Regions from separate parts of the Sus scrofa genome. Here region 2 is linked to region 1. Evidence: chromatin contacts called from public HiChIP or PLAC-seq data. All regions are on one chromosome and are shown on one strand. The core of a region is the stretch at or near the end of the contact, and the rest is flanking DNA. Distances in the headings are between cores, read along the strand shown.

What was found. HiChIP or PLAC-seq counts read pairs in DNA pulled down with a chosen protein or histone mark.
Region 2: a contact with region 1 is called in an H3K27ac HiChIP or PLAC-seq map of alveolar macrophages. The contact joins the promoter of CAB39 here to the promoter of SP110 in region 1. A contact is called at or near these places in 1 of 5 promoter capture datasets (liver) and 1 of 2 datasets of contacts at active chromatin or transcription factors (alveolar macrophages).

The regions. Positions count from the first base shown.
Region 1 is chr15:131,223,083-131,228,335 of Sscrofa11.1, reverse strand. It overlaps SP110 (sp110 nuclear body protein), which reads left to right and starts at 1,793. Exons shown (of 17, transcript XM_021075649.1): 1 at 1,793-1,922; 2 at 4,870-5,017. The coding sequence starts at 1,903. SP140 (nuclear body protein SP140) reads right to left here and starts at 3,031. Exons shown (of 25, transcript XM_021075644.1): 1 at 2,841-3,031.
Region 2 is chr15:131,489,396-131,494,391 of Sscrofa11.1, reverse strand. It overlaps CAB39 (calcium-binding protein 39), which reads right to left and starts at 1,817. Exons shown (of 9, transcript XM_021075733.1): 1 at 1,439-1,817.

The DNA of each region.
Region 1 (5,253 bases), core at 544-3,043:
GCGTTGCCATGAGTTGTGTGCAGTCGCAGACACGGTTCGGATCCTGTGTTGCTGTGGTTCTGGCGTGGGCCGGCAGCTGCAGCTCTGATCGGACCCCTAGTCTGGGAACTTCCATATGCTGCGGGTGTGGCCCTAGAAAAAAGGCAAAAAGACAAAACAAAAACAAAAACAAAAAAATGTGTATGCTGTGTGGGAGCTCCCATCGTGGCTCAGCGGTAATATAATGAACCCGACTAGTAAGCATGAGGATGCAGGTTTGACCCCTAGCCTCATTCAGTGGGTTCAAGATCTGGAGTTGCCATGAACTGTGGTGTAGATCACAGACGCGTCTCAGGTGATCGCAGATGCGTCTCAGATCTGGCATTGCCATGGCTGTGGTAGAGGCCAGAGGCTACAGCTCTGATTCAGCCCCTAGCCAGGGAAATTCCATGTGCTGCAGGTGTGGCCCTAAAAAGACCAAAAAAAAAAAAAAAAGTGCACATTGTGCGTTACCATTTACATAGAAATTTAGTGCAGACAAAACAAATCCGTAGACATAGTGAAAGTAGATCAGTGATTGCCCAGTGCTGGGACTGAGGAGGAAACTATTGGCGAAGGGCACAAGGGGACTTTCTGGGATGATGGAAATGGCCTGTATCTTAACTGTGGTTATGATGACGTTTGTTAAATCGCATCGAAATGCACACTTAAGATGATGCATTTTTATACTCCCATCAAATTGAGCTCGTGCCCACGTATGCTAGCCTTGGTTTCAAGGTTTCTTAGACTCTAGAACTGTGTTTCCCATCTTTTTTTCTGATTTATAAGTGTCCTGTTAGGAGAGGTCCCAAGTACATTTTCAAATCATTGATTTAAGTAAGGTTAAACAGACTTCTTAGAGAAGGATTTCTCACAGTACATATTAGAAATCTTTTTTGTTTTGTTTTGTTTTTGTCTTTTTGCCTTTTCTAGGGCCGCTCCCGCCGCATATAGAGGTTCCCAGGTTAGGGGTCGAATCAGAGCCAGAGCCACAGCAACCCGGATCCGAGCCGCATCTGTGACCCACACCACAGCTCACGGCAACGCCCGATCCTTAACCTACTGAGCGAGGCCAGGAATTGAACCCCAAACCTCATGGATCCTAGCCGGATACGTTAACCACTGAGCCACGACAGGAACTCCACATATTAGCAATCTTTAATAGGATGTTTAGAGGGAGTGTTCCCTGTCTCCCTGGAGCGGCTGTTTTAGAACCTTCTCCTGGCCCCAGTTCTCTCTGGGATCTGCCCACCACTGCAGGATTTAAGTTTCTATTCAGGTTTCTTTTTAAATTTCAATTTTCTTCAGTAATAATTTTATCCTGACAAAGTATAGGCATTTCTGAGTCACCCCTCCCCTTTGTTTTTATTTTTATTTTTTTTAAGTGTGATGATTTCTAGTAAATGGATTCCTTGGTGTAACATCATCATCCCCACAATTAAGCTTAGGGACATTTTCATCACCCCAAAAAGTGTAGGAGGACGAGTCCTAAAGAAACAGAGGTAGGTACAGATGTAAATAGATAGCATAACCCCCCGCCCCAACCACGTCCTTCGGACCGCACGCCCCCTCCTCACAGTACCCTCCTCCCCAGCTGGACCACCTCTCAAACCACCAATCCCACGACCCCCAAGTCCCCTGGGAATCTCACAAGTACCGGGAGGTGCCGAGAAGCTGCGAGAAATGAGGTCTTACCTTCAGCTCTGCACAGTCCGTTCAATGCTTTCACTTTGCTTTCACTTTCCTTTCCTCGGGAAGCCTGGCCCTCACCCTGAGCCCCAAAGCACAGACTTCCTGTTTTGCCTAACCTACCTCCCTGCCCTGCTCCCAGGCTTCCAGAGCCATCCTGGGAGAGCCCCTGGACCTGGAAAGGGAAAGGAACAGATGGCAGTCTCAGTATCCAGGTGGGTTTTTTTTGCCTCGGCTGCTTTATTCAGCTTTTGGTGATTGGCTTCCCCAGGTCCTGTTCTGGCCGCAGCAGCAGGGTGAGGCTCTCTCTCTCTCTCTCTGTAAAATTCCGTTTTCCAAAGAGATAGAGAGGGTGGGTGGGACTTAATAGGAGACTGTTAAAAAGAAGACAGAAGAACCGGGGAAGCAAACACACAACTCCCCCACCCCCAAATTCTAGCCTGTTATTGCAAACGGAGCTTGAGATTTCCTCTGTACTTCCTTGTCCGTGCAGTGACCCTGCCTCTGCCCCAACCAGGCAGCTCATTCATTATTCATAGTACAAGGGACCCGAGGGAGCTGGGACACTCGTGGGAAAGAGAAAACAAGGAGAGTGCATTTAATTTCCTCTCTCACATATCAACTTCTTAATATTTTTTCCTTAAGCACATTCATGATTATTTTCTTGAAATAAATTCCCAGAGTCAGGGAGATGATCTAGAAACAAATGCAGAGGGACTTTCAGGATGCTGTTAAGCACAGCATTGTGTCAGGCAGACAGTTTGCTTTTTAAAAATGTATTTGTTATGATTACTTTTCCCATTCTTAGTGAATACGCTTTTCAAAAAAAAAAAAATTCCTAGAAGTGGAATTTAAGACTCAAGGGCATACAAATTTTAGGAGATTTGATAAGGATTACTAAATTAACCTCTAGCAGTGTCTCTGATTGTTTTCTATCTTGGCCAGTTTGGTTGGCAAACATGTTATCAGATTGTCTTTGCCCTGTTCTGACCTGACCTCTAGCAAGTTGCCGTGTTTGTCATACATTCATTGTACATTTGACTTAATTTCTTGTTTATGCCTTTCCTTTTCTTTTTCTCGCTGATATTTATCTTTACTTATTGATTTTTAAGATTCTTGTGCATAATACAAACCTGAACACTCACGTACGGGACGCAGTATCCTGCACTGGTGAGAAGAGGGGCTTTGGTCAGATGAGTCCGCTTTGCCCATGAATACCTCGGGCTAGTTAATGAACCTCTCTGTGCTTCGCCTTCATCCCTGGCAATTGTAGCAGATGAAGAGTGAGGAACACGGCAGGTGTTTTGCTCAGAACGCTGTAGTAAAATTAGTCATCCGGGGCCCCTTCCTCTTCCTAGCATGTGACCATCCTGACCTTTTCTGGCTCTGAATTGATTTTTGCCCCACATTTCCCGTGCAGATGGTAAACAGCAGACTTCTTTCCCATCTCTTCTCTGTCCTCCAGGATTTCTTCATGATTATAGACCCCCTACGTCTCTTCTTGTGGTTGCCAGTACTGTTGTGGATTATTGTTTTTGATAACATTTTTTTTTTCTGTTAAAGTGTTCAGGAATGAGGAAAAAGAGACAGGAGTGCTTAACCTGCCACTGGGATTAAGTCCCTAGAAATAGTCATGAATTATAGCTCAACTTTCTCTTTGACATCAAATGGAAAAATGGGATCTGTGTTTTATTCCATAAAAATCTCTAGGTTATTCCATTTTTTGTTAGTGCTTTCCCTTTTCTTAACCATTTGTCAATAGGGTAATAGGTATGTTCGAGTTCCCGTCGTGGCTCAGTGGTTAGCGAATCTGACCAGGAACCATGAGGTTTCAGGTTCGATCCCTGGCCTCGCTCAATGGGTGAAGAATCCGGCAGTGCCGTGAGCTGTGGTGTAGGTCGAAGATGAGGCTTGGATCTGGTGTAGGCCAGCAGCTACAGCTCTGATGAGACCCCTAGCTTGGGAACCCCCATATGCCACAGGTGTGGCCCTAGAAAAGGAAAAAGATGGGGAAAAAAATGTAATAGGTACCTTTTCTAGGAGTTCCTTTCGTGGCTCAGTGGTTAACGAACCTGACTAGGAACCATGAGGATGCAGGTTCAATCCCTGGCCTCACTCAGTGGATTAAGGAACCAGCATTGCCTGTGAGCTGTGGTGCAAGTCACAAATGAAGCTCAGATCCCACGTTGCTGTGGCTGTGATGAAGGCCAGCAACTGTAGCTCCGATTTGACCCCTAGCCTGGGAACTTCCACATGCTGCAGGTGCAGCCCTAGAAAGCAAAAAAAAAAAAAAGAATGTCATGTCATAGGTACATTTTCGGATAATTGCTTACTAATATTTTCTCATGGCCTAAAAATGGTCAATATTTATAAATGCCAGCTGGGCAAGGGAAGAGACGCTTGCCTGTTCTGAGATGTGAAATTGATACATTAAATATATCAGGCACCTCACCTTTACTAATCATGCCTTTCACATCCTTCATGTTCTTGTTTATATTAGGCCTGTTTGTAGGCAGAGATTGTAGGTGGTTTTATGAAGTTTCTAAATATTATCAGGTTTCCAACTCTCTACCCATCTTTGGGTGGTCCCTTGGCATGAGCATTGGTAATGTATATACCTTAGGCTGAGTCCCAGTCTTGGTTAGCTCAGTTCACTGTAGCCACAGCTCATGCTTATGACTGTACGCCTGGAACCAGGAAGTCGGAGTTTGTTCCTCTTTAACCACTTTCAAGTTTTGCAGTTTAGGGCAAGTTATTCAACCTCTCTATGTCTCAGTGCCCTTGGCGGTATAAATAGGTGCAATCAAAATTGAAAGCATTTTGCGAAGACCAAACAAGTATGTAAAACCCTTAGGAAAAAAGTCTGCCGCATGGGAACCAGTCAGTAGATAGTAGCTCTGTTTAATCCTGCCTTAGAGTAACCAGCAGCCCCTTTGGGATTTCAGCATTGTATTATTAGTCACTTTCAGCCTCTGTTGTTGCTGGGCACTTTCACTTCTGCCCATACCCCTGCATCGTTCCAGCAGGTACGGCTTTGCAGACTGCTAAGGGATGCCTTCGGGACCAAAATGCTGGTCTTCAGATGCCTCTGCAGCACAGAGCATGGCTCCCCAAACTCTTCAAAGTCTTTGCTTCTCTTTTTCTCTCGTGCCCCTTTCATAGGAGAATCACCATGACCAGGCCCTTAGAAGAGGCTCTTTTTCAGCACTTCATCCATCAGAAGCTGGAGATTGCTTATGCCATAAATAAGCCATTTCCCTTCTTTGAAGGACTCCGAGACAACAACTTCATCACCGATACACTATACAGGGTGAGTCACATTGATGGCTTTGCCGTGGCAGCCCCAGCCCACCAAGAATGCCTAACTATTAAGACAATGTCCCAGGCCTTCTAGAACTGGGAAGCCCAGGCTAACATAGCATCAGGGAAAAAAGGTGTCCAAGGGAGGTGACCTCAAACAAGATGGATTTTTAAAAAGAAAGGTGTTTATGCACAGTTCTGGAGGCCAGAAATATGAAATCAAGGTGTTGACAGGGTTGATTCCTT
Region 2 (4,996 bases), core at 568-3,067, 270 kb before region 1:
TTAAACCATCAACGTAGATGGCCTTACCCAAAAGCCAACTCAAAGAAGTGATGTTCAGCTCAGTAATTCCAAAATGCAGACACCTAATACAGAGCGCTGGAAGTTCTGATGCATTTTAGTGAAGAGCACCAAGAGAAACACCTTACGTGCAGATGAGCTTATTTTATATACATCTTTCCCTCACTTCTTAAGAGCCTAACATCGAATGAAGCTTTGCACAAAAGGTATTTTGCTTAGCCTGGACGTGGATTTATTTGAATATCCGGAAAGCTGTCAAAATCGATCTCAAACTGCATGACGTTCAAGGCACAGAACGTCAGTTCTGTACTGGGCCTCCTTCTCTCCTTTCTTTCATAAGAGCGCCTTTAACATCTCCTAGCTTACATTTCCGGGCCCATGAGTCACTGAGAAATGAGCTCTAAGTTACCCTTAGAATGCCACTCAAATAGCTCCTCTACGGCATTCAAGGATCTGCCCCCCAACTCTTTGGCCTACCCCCCACTGCCCCCCACGACAAACTGCATTATCTACTATTTCCGACTATGCCTTTTTACCTTTGTCCTCTAGCGTTGCTGCTCCTCCAACACACTGCTCCTCTTCTGCAACCCTCCTCTCTCCCAAATCCCATCTGGCCTTCAAGACCCCACTTTGCACAGCCTCGCCCAGGAAGCCTTCAGATTTCTGCTAGGCGGAAGTGATCGATCGGGCCGGTCTTCTCCGGGTACCCTTCTAGCATTTTGTAGTTCTTTCATAGGACTTATCATCTCCTTCCTGGTATCGTAGTCATTTGTGTACTCGCCTTATCACCCACGCCAGAATGTAAGCTCCTCGGGGGAGGGGACCGCGAGCCGGGGTTCACCTTCGAATCCCTCCGGCGCGGACCGACCAGAGCGCCTGCAGGCAGTCAGCGAGCAGGCTGGTTCAACCGACCTCGGGAACGCTCTGGCCGCACAATTCCTAACCAGAAAACAGTTAGGCATCTTCCCGAAATGCAGACCACAGAGATGCTATCTGCCTCCCGATAACAGGAAGTTTACCAGGGGCCAGGAGCAAGGTGGCCGGATCCCTTGCGCGGCGGGAGTGACAGTTGGCCCGGCCCGCACTCGCCTGCCCTCGGGGCTCCGGCCGCGAACGCCCCCATGCCGCCAGCCCCGCCAAAGAACTGCGGAGGGCTTGCAGGAGAGCGTGGCGCCCCGCAGCCCCGGCTGCAGGCCCCTGGGCGCCGAGCCGGCGAGGACGACGAGGGGGGTAGGCTCCGCGAGGGGCCCGGGCCGGGCGGAGAGGGCAGACCGGGCCGCTCCCGCCGATACCGGGCCGGGGCCGCCTCCACCACCCGAGAAAATGGAGGCAGCCCCGGGCCGGTGACGGGCCGGGCAGGGCAGGCGGAAGCCGGGCGGGCGTCCACGCCGCGAGCTGGGTCGGGCCGGGGGTCACTCACGGAGCTGGGCCGGGCGGCTCCCTCTCAGCCTCCGCGTCGTCGCCGTCCCCGTCCTCGGCCGCCGACGCCTCGGGCTGCTCGCTCGGTCCCCGCGGCGCGGCTCGGCCGCTCGGCCCCTCCGTTGTCTTCCGCCCGCTCCTGCTCCCAGCGACAGGATCCCGCGGCGGCGGCGGCGGCTGCGCGGGCGGACGGCGGCCCAGGGGCTCCCGCGGCGGCCGCCGCACTGCTGCGCTCGCTCGCTCTCTTGGGCTGCGGCTACGGCTCTGCTGCGGGGCCCCGCGCCGCCTTCACCCTCGCTTTCGCCCGGCTCCCGGAGGCTCAGTCTCTCCCAGGCCGCGCCGCTCCCCGCTCCCGGCCCGAGCCCGGCTTTGACGTGCGCACTGCGCAGCCGCCGAGGGCGCGACGTCGGGCGGCGCCGCAACGCCCCCTTCAGCCTCGGGCGCCCCCAGGCGGCTGGGCGGACTCGGGCGTAGGAGTCCGCGCTGAGGCCTGAGGCGGAGGCGGCTGGGGGAAAGCGGAAGCAGAGGGGAAGAGTTCCTCTCCTTTCACCTGCCACTGAAGTGTTGGTGCCCAGCCGCTTCTCTGCCTCAGCGCTCTTGCCAGAGGGATCCTAAATCCACTTTGTGCGACCACTTCCTGAACTCTTAACAAAGCTTCGTTTCGGCTAAAGGCCAGGGACCAAGTTGTGCAGATTGATTCCTTCATACTTGCCAGAGACGGATCACTCTCATTTTAACATCCTCCAAGAGAGCGTAGAAAGTGATAGAATGATCACTCTTAATAGGATTCAAAGCCTGGATTTAAACCTCAACTCCACCATTCAGTCACCATAGGCTATTGCCTGACTCCATTCCTATGTTCTTCCACTCTCTCTCTCTCTCTCACACACACACACACACATGCACAAATATAAGAGTACATACAGTACCATAAGTTTATGAGGATGAACGAGACAATGCATTGCAAAGCTCTGACAACAGACTCTGGTACATGAACATGCCACACGTGTACATTTTTGTTTCTTTAATTTGCAATCGAACAGGTGTTCTTGAGTATCTGCTGTGTGCCAGGCACTCTTCTAGATAGTGGAGCAGTGAACAAAAGAGACCCTGCTCCTGAGACAATAAATAAATAAACAGACATATGTATGACATTAGATGCTTTTCAGTGTTATGGAAATTGGGCTAAGGAGGGGAGAGAGTGCAGGCTATTGCTGTTTACAGCGCTCCTGCTGTGAGATATGTGTATGGAAAGGCAGAGGGAACAGCCAGGACAAAGCCCCTCAGGTGGGATACCTTGCAGCAAAACATGACCCCTGGGAAAGGGGAGTGGATGGAGATGAGGGAAGAGGGGAGACCCTATAGGCTAAAGTGAGGACTTTGGCTTTTACTCTGAATGAGATGGGGAGCTGTTTGGAGGGGTTTGAGCAGAGAAAGGATGTGGTCTAATATTTCAAAAGGATAACTCTGATTGCGGTGTGAAGACCAGCCTGAGCGGCCTGAGGGCTTCAGCCAGGACATCAGTTAGAAGTCTTCTGAAATAATCTGGTGATAAGAAGACTGGCAAGACCCAGGATGAAAGCAGTGGAAGCCTAAAGAAGTGGTCAGGTTCTAGACACATTTAAAAGGTAGAGCTGACCTGATGTTGCTGGTCTCTGAGGGGTTTTTTGGTTTGTTTGTTTTCTCAAGCAACTGGAAGATAAAAATTTGGTGAAATGAAGAAGACTCATACAGAAACAGATACAGGAGTTGCTCAGAAATACACTTGGAGGCATATTAAGCTTAAGCTGCCTGTTAGACACCCAAGTAGGAAGCTCACTGTGGAAGTCTGGGGTTTGGGGGAGAGGTCTGGGCTGGAGATAGAGTTGGGGGAGTCTTCAGAGTAAGTAAGATCTCAGGACTCAATGAGATCATTTAGGGAGAGAGTGTTGATAAAAGACAAGGCAAGGATGAGCCAGGGCCCCCAACATTGAAAAGTCAGGTTGATGACAAGGGACCAGCAAAGGATCCTGAGAGGAGCCAGGGTGGCTGGAGGATCTTTATGTGCTGGAAGACGAGTGATAGAAGATGGATCCATGCCTCCAACAGCAGCTCATAGTTCAAGGAAGGTAAGTACTGGTGATTGGTCATTGGTGTCAGTGCCATAGAGGCAACTAGTGGCCTTGGTAAGAGCTATTTCAGCAGAGGTGAGTGGGAAAGCTTGACCAGAGTAGCCTCTAGGAAGAATGAGGCTGTAGAAAGAGGGACCATGAGTGTAAACAACTTTTCTTGACGCTTTGCTGTAAAGGGGAGCAGAGAAATGGGGTGGTAGCTGGAGGGAAATGTGGAGTCAAAACAGATTTTTTTTTTTTTTTTTGCTTTATTTCAGTTTTTGAGAATGAAGCTGTTAGAGCCACCTTAGTTTGCTGATGGGAGTATTCAGTAGTGAGGGAAAATTTGAGGATGACTAGAGCGGGGGTGGGGGCATGTTCTGAAGAGTTATCTTTGAGGGAGCAAGAAGAGAAGGTTGCAGCGCACAGTGGAGGAGTCTGACCTTGGAGACCAGCAAGGTCAAGTTCACTCACCCTAACAGAAGGCCAGCAGCTGCATGGATGAGGGGCTAGAACAGGTGCAGTTCCCTTTGAGGGCTTCTCTTTGCGCAGGGAAACAGGAAGTGAGGTCATCAGCTCAGAGTGTGGAGGGCGAGGAGAAGGGGTAAGGGCCAGTCAGCAGGGTTAGTCTGTGTTTCTCAGAGGCCACATTCTGCTGGGAAGGTGCAAGCCCAGGACAGTGAGGGCTTGGATTCATCCAGGCTTATTTTTGTTTGATAATCCATGAAGAGAAAAAAGGGAAAGAAAGGAGGATATATACAAGGAAGTAGTAATAACAATGGCCGCCCGTGGCCTCCAAGCCAGATGGGAGAGCGTGAGGGATGGGGGGAGCAGTGGGAGGGCAGAGACCCCGCGAAAGTGGTAGTGGGATCTACGGAATGACACGTGAAAGGACCGTAAAATCAGGACAGTGGGCAGAGTGAGCCGGAAAGGAGGCGATGCTGGTGGGAGAGCCAGATTGCCTCCCCAGAGATCATGCAAGGGGCAGTTTCCAGCAAATGACAAGGCCTGGAGTTTCCATCATGGCGCAGTGGTTAACGAATCCCACTAGGAACCATGGGGTTGCAGGTTCGATCCCTGGCCATGCTCAGTGGGTTGATGATCCGGCGTTGTCGTGAGCTGCGGTGTAGGTCGCAGACGCGGCTCGGATCCCGAGTTGCTGTGGCTCTGGCGTAGGCTGCAGCTACAGCTCCGATTCAGCCCCTAGCCTGGGAACCTCCATATGCCGTGGGAAGCGGCCCTAGAAAAGGCAAAAAGACCAAAAAAAAAAAAAAAAAAAAAAAAGAATGACAAGGCCCATCCCCGTACATAGCCTGAGGGTCGTGTTGAAATGGAGATATTGAGTCTATCGGTCTAAGCCTATGATTCTGCATTTCTAACAGGTGGGCAGGAGGATGCCGATTATTCTGGTTATGACCTTGATATAGCAAACCTCAGTAAATGCGACACACACACGAAAACTAGACTAA